Regions from separate parts of the Mus musculus genome. Here region 1 is linked to region 2. A link is a contact called in public promoter capture Hi-C data. All regions are on one chromosome and are shown on one strand. Each heading gives the region's core, a stretch centred on a gene start, on an enhancer-like site or on the middle of the called end of the contact. The rest is flanking DNA. Distances are from core to core; before and after follow the strand shown.

Region 1 (5,387 bases), core at 2,499-4,998, 100 kb after region 2:
TGGCTCCAGAAAGGCAAGGTTGATGATAGTCTCTGGAAAGCCTCAGCCCTGGCTGAAGGCCAGGTCAGGATGTTAATGGTGGGGAGTTGGGGGGGGGGGGCAAAGAGGGGAATGTGAGTCTGTGTCTGTCTTTCTTTCTCTGTGTGTCTCTGTGTGTTGGTTGGTTAAGGGGGTAGTGTTAGATGTAGGCCTGTCTTTGTTCATCTCCTCTCTGTAAACTGTGACCAGCAGGGCAAATGTGGACATGATAGCTAGGTAGACATCCTGTTCTAGATACCTGTGACAGGTTCACCAAGCATCGGGAACCCAGTCGAAGATAACCTACCTATTGGTTTGGGGTAGGTGGCAGTCCCTTAAGAGATGGAAGAATATGTATGCTCCATCTGTCCACAGCAGCTAGACTCTGGCTCCTTTAAAATGGGCCAGTAAGCCCAGGACAGGGGTCATGTTTGCTGGAGAATGGGGCCTGTTCTAATGCCAGGAGTCAGCCACAAGCTACTTGGCACGGGCAGTTGAGGAAATGAGGACTTTTGTGTCCTTGAGTACAGGCAAGGTTCAGAAGCCCCTGACATCCCTCCTGACCTGAGCTTGTCTTGCTGGAGCCTGAGCCTTCCTCTCCAGTATCCAAGAATTCTTGGTCAGCATGGAGTCCCTCCTTTCAGTATGCTCTAGAGTGGCAATGTGGGAATAGGTATACTGGTACCCTGGGCTGTGCATCTACAGGGGTCTTTGTGCTCTCAGGATTCAGATTTCTGTTCTATATCCCCAGTTGGCAGAACAGAAAAAAAATAATGAGGCACATGTGTACCTTCCCTTTCACATCCCTCCCACTGCTGCCTCTGCTTAGTCTACAACCATTGACATGAGCCTTCGTGATGGTTATCTATATGACCCATGACTATTTCATGTTCTGCAAACTTGAGCAATAGGCCCCTTTCATGAAGCTTGGTGGGCTCCCACCAAGTCCACTAAGAATCCGGTTTTTCTTGTGGGCTTGAATGAGGCATGCAGGGATGTGTGGAAGCCCTGTGTGAGAGGCATGTGCTGGGTGTAGCAAGTTGGAGTATAACCTATTTCCCTCTCAAGGATCCATTTCTCTCTTTGTACAATACCATGGCAAGTTCCCTGCAACCTTATGAGAGTCTGGTCCTGTGAAAAGGCACCATTTCCCCCATCCTTTCTGGGTACCATTATGGAATCTCCATCTTGCTCAGGATGGACTGAGGCTGGAAGAAGAGGCTGGCACTGTTGGAAGTGCTGTCGAACCACCTCGTCCCCTGTGAAGGGGTTAAACACTCATATCTTTCAGAAGGTCTCAAGACAAAACAGGGAGATTTATTTTTAAAAGACCCCCCCCAAATAACCATTGAACTATTTCAAAGTGACATGACTATGCATTATAAATATTAGGTCTAAAGTTTCCCTTAATTATCGTGTTCACTCATTCAGCAACATTTTGTTGGTGTTTATTAAGAAAAATATTTTATCACGTAGTTAAGTGCAGGCATTAGGAAAGAGAGAGGCACGCAAAGAAAAAGGACAGTACATACCAAAAATGTGGGTGTGGCCTTCTCAAGGCAGAGTGTGTTGCAACAACACACTATGTTTTCACTATGCTTGTCAGGCACTGCAGAACGGGGGCTGTATTTATTTACATCAGTTTCTAGATTTTGTAGTTTTTCATGCTGTTTTAGATTTTTTTGTTACTTTTTGTGCTTTGACCCTTTGCAGTTTTTTTGGTTTTATTGCATTAAAAAAAAAAGAGGGGTTGGGAAAATGATTTAGTTGGTAATAGGCAGAAGGACCAGTGTTCTATTCTAGAACCCATATAAAAACTGCTGTGCATGGTAGTGGGTTTATAATCCCAACACCGGGGAAGGGAAGATCAGTGGAGTCCCCAGGGCTTGCTGCTTAGCCTGTTTACTTTAGCCAGCCAGCCGCAGACCACTGAAAGACCCTGTCTGAAAATAAAGTGGGTGGCACCTGAGGAATGGAGTGACACCGGAAGTTATTCACTAGTCTCCACGTACCTGTGCACACTTGTATATAACCACTCACACATGTGCACCTGGAGACACACACACACACACACACACTGGTATTTCAGAACCAAAACTATCTTAATCCAATTAGAACAATCTACAAAATTACAGGTGGTGGCACAAACCTGTAACATTTAGGAGATTGAGGCTTTTGTTTTTTTTTTACTTTGATGGTAACCTGGGTTCATATAGAGATCTTGTCTAAAAAATAACATCTATTAAATGTTAAATTGGGGTTTGCATTATTCATATGCTTAAAAATTCTTCATGGTTATCCCTTAGTGACCTTTAACATTTTGTCACCCACTAGTGAACCAGCTCTGACATGGTTTTCTGTCCTTAGGAATAGATAGGGTCATGGCAGGTTTTCTACTTCTAAGTCTTTCTAACATTGTGTATAAGCAATATACATTCGGCTAAAAACTCAGCCCCTGAAGCATGCTGGCAATATTATATTCAGCCCTGCCTCAGGAAAGAGGCTTCCTACCTACTATCAAAAGTAGTACAGCCTCCTGGTGGATTTTGGCTTGTGGAGTGAGTTCAGGTGCACAGGCTGCTGCAACCACATTTAAGATTTGTGGTGAAATGGCTCACTTTGGAAAAAAAATTGTCACAGGCTATCAGTCGCTGTCCTTCTGTTGAGAAGAGCAGAGAGTTCATACTAGGAGTTGCCTCGCTTCCATGACACTCCATTGCTTCTTGTGAGGAAGGGAGGTGGGAACATTTGTTTAGCCTGGTAGAGCGGAGGCAGGATGCTTGGTTCTGTCACCACCTCTAGTGACCTTTAAGAAACTGCTGTGTTGGCTACTTTAGCAATCCAATGAGATGGATGTTGTCCCTGTAGTCTAAAGACCTTAGCTCCATGCCATTCATCTACTAGGTATGGAGAAAATAACCAGTATACAAGTCTTGGCCTGCCGTGGATTTGCTGAGTAGCCCAGAGTAAGACGCCTCTCTTCACTTTCTGTCATTGTAAGCATAGTTGCAGTGCCTTGAGAACTTACATACTCCTTCCTAGCCCTGGCTAAATACGAGTACTCAATTCAACAATGAAATGAAGATTGTCAACTTATGCTGAAAACTTCACAGGCAAGGTGAGGAAGAAACCAATTAACACCATTTCTTACTGAATTTGAACAGACTTTCTGGGGGTACTTGGTTTCGGAACTCCTGGAAGCCTTCTCCTGCTAGAATTAACTTTGGTGCCCTAAGTTCCATGTGTTTCTATATGGAAATAGAGTTTAGACTGCAGTGGACAGAGGTACTAGGGAGGTTGCAGAGTGCTGGTGCCTGATTAACGTGGGAATGACAACTTCCTGGAAATTTATGGAGTTCCTTCCGACTACTAACTATGTATCTCACAGAAGCAGTCTCCTGGACTTACTATAAATTATCCTGGACAAGTCACTTAAACCCTCTTGTGCACGTAGCATTTAGATTTGAAGCCTGCATGCAGTGCCAGACACATTCAGAACTCAATAAATACAGGTCAGCGTGGCCATCTCACTGTTTCAAGCTCTGCTCTTTCAAAGCTCTGCCCTGGGCCCTGGGTTTTTGCCTCCAGCTGAGTGACCTGAGGGAAAGGCAGAGGCTCAGGGCATTGGAGGAGCTGGCTGGCAGAGCCCCGCCCACCCCATTTGGACCGCTTTTGGGGAGGAGGCGGGTTGGGGAGGGACGGGACTATGCCCTCATTGGTCTGGGGACCTGTAGGTGGGCGGAGCACCACTACGGCTTACTCGCGAATGCTCCCTCTCTCCGAACCTGCGCGGCGAGCATAGTCTAGTTGACAACGGCTAAGCAGCTACTATAGCTGCAATTCTGGCTCGCACCTTTACCCCTGGCTCCACGCGTGTCTTCTTCGAGCAGCCCTGCCCGCGCTTGCCTCCTATCCCTTTGCCGCTGTGTGGACGCGGCTGCCAAGTAAGAGTTGGGGCGACGTCAGGGGGACACCCAGGCAGACTGGGGCCCTGACCTCCAGTATCCCGCTTAGCCGCTGTGGCGCTCCAGCCCTTCTGCTCTCCTGGCAGTTCCGCTGGGCTGAGGACGCGAGAGACAGGAAGGAAAGTAGCCCGGGCTGCCTCTGCTTATGGGCGGGGTTCAGAGTTATAGAAACTTAGAGACCCCTGATTGTGCCGGCTGCACACTCCCATAGGAGCCCCGCAAACGGCTGGTCTGGTGGCCTGAGGACCCCTGGCGTAACTGGCGCGGCGGCCTTCCCAGGGACTCAGTGGGCGGCGGGCGCTGGGCGGGGGTGCCCAGTCTGCCCTCCTTCTACTTCGGGGGACATTTCCAGGAAGGCTTCAGCCCCATGGACTTTTCCGTCGGCCCCTGCCTCACTGCCTTCCCACCTGGACAACTCCGGAGAGTGAGCTGTTCTCAGGGTAGCTGTGCAGAGCGAGTTAATCAATACTTCTGAATAAGTCGCTGGGACTCAGTTTGCCAGGAGGTCTCACAGAAGTTTAGATTAGAAAAGCTCAGACGAAAGGCTATTAGATGGAAGTTTGGGGGAGCTCTAACTTGGGTAGTCTCAATGTCTCTTCCAACACTTGCTCAAGTTCAGCACTGAATTACCACTCAGGAAACCGGGGTTCCGCCAGTCCTTATGACCTCAGGCGGGTCATGCTTTCCTGAGTGACAAGTGTTTTCAATGGCATCTCAATTGGCAGCTAGATTTCTGTATCAGAAGGACCCCGGTTTCTTCAGCTCTGATACTGGCTAACTTGGTGCCTGGGCCCAGTCTTTTAAACCAGTAAGTAAAGAAAGATGGTCTCTGAGACACTTGGGTGACTGGAGGTAGGCAGTCAGCGGCTCCTATGATGGTTATGCAGCTAGATTAGCTGGAAAACTACTGTGGGGTAGATGGCAAACTGAATGTGAGGAGGGGCAGGACTTTTTTTTCCCCAGACACCAGGTTTCTCACTTTGGGGACCCCAGAGATTGCACTTAGACATGGTATTCAGGCAAAGGACTGACTGGTGTCCTAGTTTGCTTGGGTCTCACTCAGCGCACCCAGTAATCCTGGGAGAAGAGGGTAATGAATCACCCAGGGCTATTTTCAAACCTTGACTCCTGCTGCAGTTCTAGCGCCCACGCCCACTCGGAGGGTTTCAGTCCCTGCCTGTGCCATCAGTATTCTTGCTGTCTGGGTTTCCTCTAGCCTTCCCTTCTTGGAATGAAAGGGAGACATTTCTTTCTTGGGGGACTGGAGGTGAGCAGCCCAAGGCACAAGTGGTGTCTAGGTGAGTGGTCGAGTGGGAGAGGTGGAGATAAAGTTTTTATCCTGAAGTTGTAGCTGCCATTTCGCTGGGTAGCTGGTGTTGGTCCTTACTTCAGAGTGTTGGTCTT
Region 2 (4,956 bases), core at 1,309-3,808:
AGGATACTGGATTCGTTTAGTACTTTGGGAAGATAACATTTTGATGAAAACCAGAAAGTTTCTATTTTAAGAGTTTTTATGCCACCCTTGTTTTTCACAACCTTTCTTTTGTCAACTCAAAGCATCACATCCAGCCAGTATCACTTAGTTAACTGAGAACAGGGAACACCAAGAGTTTGAAATAATCCTTAGGTATCCTGAAAATGTCTTGGCTTGTTTTATGGCCTTTCCTTCTCTTAACTCAGCATCAATGACATTTTTAAAGAAAGGTAAAGATGCTAAGAGTTGAGGTTAGAGATGAAAACTGGGTTGCAGGTGGGGGGGGGGGGGAACTAATGTTGGAGGCTGGCAAGAAACTAGAAGTTACCAATGGAAGTAGGAAGGAACTTGAGTGAATGGATAAGTGTGGGAGACATGGGAGAGGGGTAGCAGGAGGAAGGATTAGGATGGAGAGCCTAAGGCTGTCCTTGAAGCAGTTGTATAAGACATTTTTGCTGTTGTTATAATTGGTTTGTAAGAGTCTGTCTGTGTACCCCAGGATGATCCTGCCACCCCTTAGTGATATCATTCCTAGCTGCCCTGGGCTGTCGTGCCTTGCATGCCTCTTGTAATTAAAATGAGTTCATATCAACTAGCCTAAAAGATTTAAGAGGAGGTCTTGCCAAGTAGCCATGACCGGCCTGAACTTTTCTATGTAGACTAGACTGGCTTCAAAGTAGCAACAGTCTTCCTGCCTTTGGGACTCCAAGCAAGCACCACAGCCCTGGCAAAGCCTCAACTCTGTTATCACTTCCACGAGTGTTTGTTTAAGGACTGAAATTTTACTTGGTTTGAAGGAGAATTACTGTACTAATATTTAAGTAAAATAACTAATAGCCATCCCCAGAAGCTTATTCTGGGAAGTCTGGCTTTCCACAGTCCACGTATCTCCTCCTCCCATCTATTCCCTGGGTTCCTTTCTGAATTACCTATCCAAATATATAAAGCAGTGCATTTTACTGCATAGGGAGAATGTTGATGATGCCAACAATGGCTCTCTTGTTTGACCTCACTGGAGCCTTGGGTAAGAGGTGAGTCAGAGCAACCAGGAGTCAGAAACATCTTGATTGTTTGCCAGGATGAGGTAGGGGTGAAAGTTGGTCCCGGCAGGGGTGGTTTTTTTGTTGTTGTTTGTTTGTTTTAACTTTTTCTTTTTTTTCTTTTTCTTTCTTTCTTTTTTTTTTTTTTTTTTTTTTTGGTTACAGTAGCTGACTCCTACCCATTCCCCGCCTACTACCCACCCCAGGAGCCTCTACTGATCAAGGACATTTTCAGTACTTGCCACCAAGTAGCTTAGCAACTTCAAAGTTGTAGTGGTTTTGGGAAGTTAGTGGAGTGAAGCTCTCCCACTTGATAGGAGATGAAAGAGAGAATAATTGTGCAGGACCTGTGGGGAGACAATACAAAGGTTTGAGGATTTGAAGGAGATGGAAGCTGGCTATGAAGCTCAGGGAACTAGTAAGGCAAGGACGGCAGTAGACAAGGGGATCAGGTTCTTCAACTTGAAGTCGGAGGCCTTTTTCTTGGGGACACGAGGAATGGCACTTCAGAGCCACTTCTGGTGAACTGGTTCTGTCAAGCGCTGCTAGTCTCAGCTGCTTTCAGATGGTCCTAGTTGGGCGCGTTTTGGATCCACAGTGCTCCGCTTTGCTCCGCAGTGGCGCTGGTGGTGGGATAGCCTACTCTCAGCTGGGTGCGGTTAGGTTCGGTTGGGATCGACTGGGCGCCATTGGTCTCGGCAGCGCTTGGCTGAACGCCGATGCGTTCGACTTCGTTTGTCTGGGCTCGGCTAGGTGTGGCTCTGTGCCGCAGGCCACCGCTGGCTGCGTTCAGATAGGTTCAGCTGTGCGCTGCTGGGCTCGGCTGCATTCGGCTGTGATCCGACTAGGTTCGGCGGTGCCCGCTGGGCTCGGCTACGTTCGGCTACACTCGGCTGTGATCCGACTAGGTTCGGTGGTGCACGGCTGGGCTCGGCTGCGTTCGGCTTTGCACCGACTAGCTTCGGCTGTTCGCCTCTGGGCTCGGCTGCGTTCGGCTGTGTCAGGCTGTGATCAGACTAGGTTCGGTGGTGAGCGGCTGGGCTCGGCTGCGTTCGGCTGTGAGCCGACTAGGTTCGGTAGTGCGCTGCTGGGCTCGGCTGTGTTCGGCTAGGTTCGGCTGTGCACCTCTGGGTTCTGCTACGTTCGGCTGGAAGCCTCTGGGCTCGATTGTGTTTGGCTGTGCACCGCTGGGTTCGGCTAAGTTCGGCTGTGCATTGCTGGGCTTGGCTGAACGCTACTGGGCTCCGCTAAGTTTAGCAGGAGCCTCTGGGCTCCATTGGGCTCGGCTTCATTCGGCTAGGTTTGGTTGTGTGCCTACTAGGTTCGGCTGGGCGCCTCTGAGCGCCATTGTATTCCGCTGTGCGTTGCCGGGCTCTGCTGTGTCCGGCTAGGTTCGGCTGTGCACCTCTGGGCTCTGCTAGGTTTGGCTGGGAGCCTCTGGACTCGATTGTGTTTGGCTGTGTACCGCTAGGTTCCGCTAAGTTCGGCTAAGTTCAGCTAGGTTCGGCTGAATGCCACTTGGCTCGGCTAAGTTTGGCTGGGGCCTCTGGGCTCGATTGGGTTCGGCTGAGCATCACGGGGCTCGATTGGGTTCAGCTGAGCATCACTGGGCTCCATTGGGTTCGGCTGGGAGTTTGCTGGAGCCTGGGGCACCGCTGGGCGAGCCGGCGCTTCTAGCCTGCACTCTCAGTGGGCGTGGAAGGCGGAGCGCCCCCTAGCGAAACTGCGTCCCCAAACAGTGAGCAAATAGGCTCGCGCTCGAGCCTCGGAGGCTACCGGAGCACCGGAACTCGGCTGGGCGCCGCAGCAGCCAGCCTCAGGCGCCGGCGGTGACGCCGTCTTAACGCGACCGCGCGCTGACCAGCCCCGGTCTCCACGTCTCAGGTTTCGCAGAGACGCATGGGAGGGGAGCAGTTGGAGGTTTATCAAGATGGCGGAAGCGGAGGACTCTCCGGGAGAACAGGAGGCAGCGGCATCCAAGCCCCTGGTGAGTTAAGAGGACAGTGGCAGAAGGGACTGAGGGCGAGGCAGAGCTCCCGGGAAGCGAGTCGGGAAGGCTTCGGGATCAGAGAGCCAGAGCTTCTTGGCTTTGCAGGCCCTTGGCGTCTACAACCAGCTGACACTACACCTGGTCTTTGAGTTAGCTGCATCTCCCTTCCATTCGCTGGCCTTCTGTGCCTTTCTGAGACTCTCCGCTGTCTGTCCACACTCTAGGGGTTCTTTGACAGTGAGTTAAATGCCGAGCTTGGAGTGGTTTCTGAAGTATCCTCTATCGCTGTCATTTATCACGACTTGTCACCAGTCATTGTGAAGTACTACACAAGTAATGAAACTGCTTCTCACAGGACGTTGTCGTTTTATTGGTTGTAACCGGAACCTTTACTTGCCCGGTGGGTGACTCAAAGCAGCTAATTATTATTTGCAGGTGCTTGCTATCCCCTTCATGACACATATGTCACTAAGAGCCACCAATACTGCTTTAAGAACACTGGCTTCACAGTTAACCCCATGTGAGCTAGAGTGCATTCGCACTGAAGCTTTTGTGAGTTTGAGCATTTCGTTTCAGTGAAGGGTGTTTTTGACTCTTAAACTGAAAAGAAGGTACCTGCCTTTAAAATGGCATAACTTCTATGAAGTGCCTAATACAGTCATGAGTGGAGGAGTATAAGGAAGTCGTTGTTACGCCCTGTCGTTCTTCTTCCCAAACAGTATTTGCTTATATACTGTTTGCTCAGTAACTGCTTTCATTTCTTTTGTTTTAAATTGGCAGCGTAACAGAGAACTGAACTGAGAGGCAAGGGAACTTGGTTCAAGTCCCAGCTCTTCTGCTTACTAGCTCTATTTGTTCATCTCTTCAGCAAAAATATTTCTCGAGCATCTAGAGTGTTCCAGGCAGTCTTTTAGGCACCAGGAATGAAACTGTAAAGGAGGATATTGAATCTGGGGCTGGAGCTCAGCGGGAAAGAGAGTGCATTACATACGTAAGACCCTTTCGGTCCAATCTCCAGCACTGAAGGGATAAGGTCATTTGGGCCATCTTATGGATCAGTTGTGACCCTGAGTAAAGTCTCTCTAAACCCAAGTTTAGACGTTCGGAAAATGATGAAGCTCACCACAGAATAGTGAAAATATGTAAACTAATGCAAACATTATGCCTCCTGCCACATAGTTACAGGTTACCTAGCTGTTCTTAGTTTCCCTTTACTCCAGACTGTTCCCCGTTCTGTAATGCCTGTGATGTGTTTAAGTACGTGTGCAAGTTTGTACGCATGCACGCATGCATGTGTAGACAGGGCTTACTGTGTTAACTAGGAGTGTTTAGGAATTAGTTGTATTGCCCAATGTCTGTTGAGCTACTTTTAGTTACTACGCAAAACCTTAAATAGCCAGGCCCAACTCTAGAAAATGGTGATGTTTCTGAGACATTTTGCAGTTGTAAGCTTAATTTTCTTTCCCCCAATCTTTTCTCAGTTTGCAGGGTTGTCTGATGTGTCAATTTCTCAGGACATTCCCATAGAAGGGGAGATTACCATCCCCTCCAGAGCTCGTGCTCAAGAACATGACAGCTCCACACTGAATGAATCCATTCGTCGGACCATTGTAAGTTAGACGAGTTGAGAGACCACTTCAGTGTTATGGGAGCGAATAGGCACTAATACTTTGAAATACTTTTGTTTGGTTCTTTGATTTTTTTTTAAATATATTTCTTCTACTGAAATGTAAGAGTCCCCCTATGACTGAGTTGTTAGTGTTCTTGGCAAACAGGGGCCTTCATGGTGCTTTGATCAGCACAGGACATGGAGTTATTTTTGTTTTTCAGATGCGAGATCTAAAAGCTGTGGGAAGGAAATTTATGCATGTTTTATATCCAAGGAAG

Evidence for each region. Promoter capture Hi-C pulls out the DNA fragments that hold promoters and counts their contacts.
Region 1: a contact with region 2 is called in a promoter capture Hi-C map of macrophages, with 5 read pairs. The contact joins the promoter of Stard8 here to the promoter of Yipf6 in region 2. A contact is called at or near these places in 4 of 39 promoter capture datasets (the C10 cell line, macrophages and pre-B cells), 3 of 484 Hi-C or Micro-C datasets (LSK cells and embryonic stem cells), 5 of 115 datasets of contacts at active chromatin or transcription factors (embryonic stem cells, extraembryonic endoderm stem cells, microglia and 1 more) and 3 of 9 other capture datasets (adipose tissue, liver and pancreatic islet).

The regions. Positions count from the first base shown.
Region 1 is chrX:99,038,833-99,044,219 of GRCm38.p6, forward strand. It overlaps Stard8 (START domain containing 8), which reads left to right and starts at 3,749. Exons shown (of 14, transcript NM_199018.2): 1 at 3,749-3,962.
Region 2 is chrX:98,935,223-98,940,178 of GRCm38.p6, forward strand. Yipf6 (Yip1 domain family, member 6) reads left to right here and starts at 2,559. Exons shown (of 7, transcript NM_207633.2): 1 at 2,559-3,066; 2 at 4,551-4,679; 3 at 4,900-4,956. The coding sequence starts at 3,010.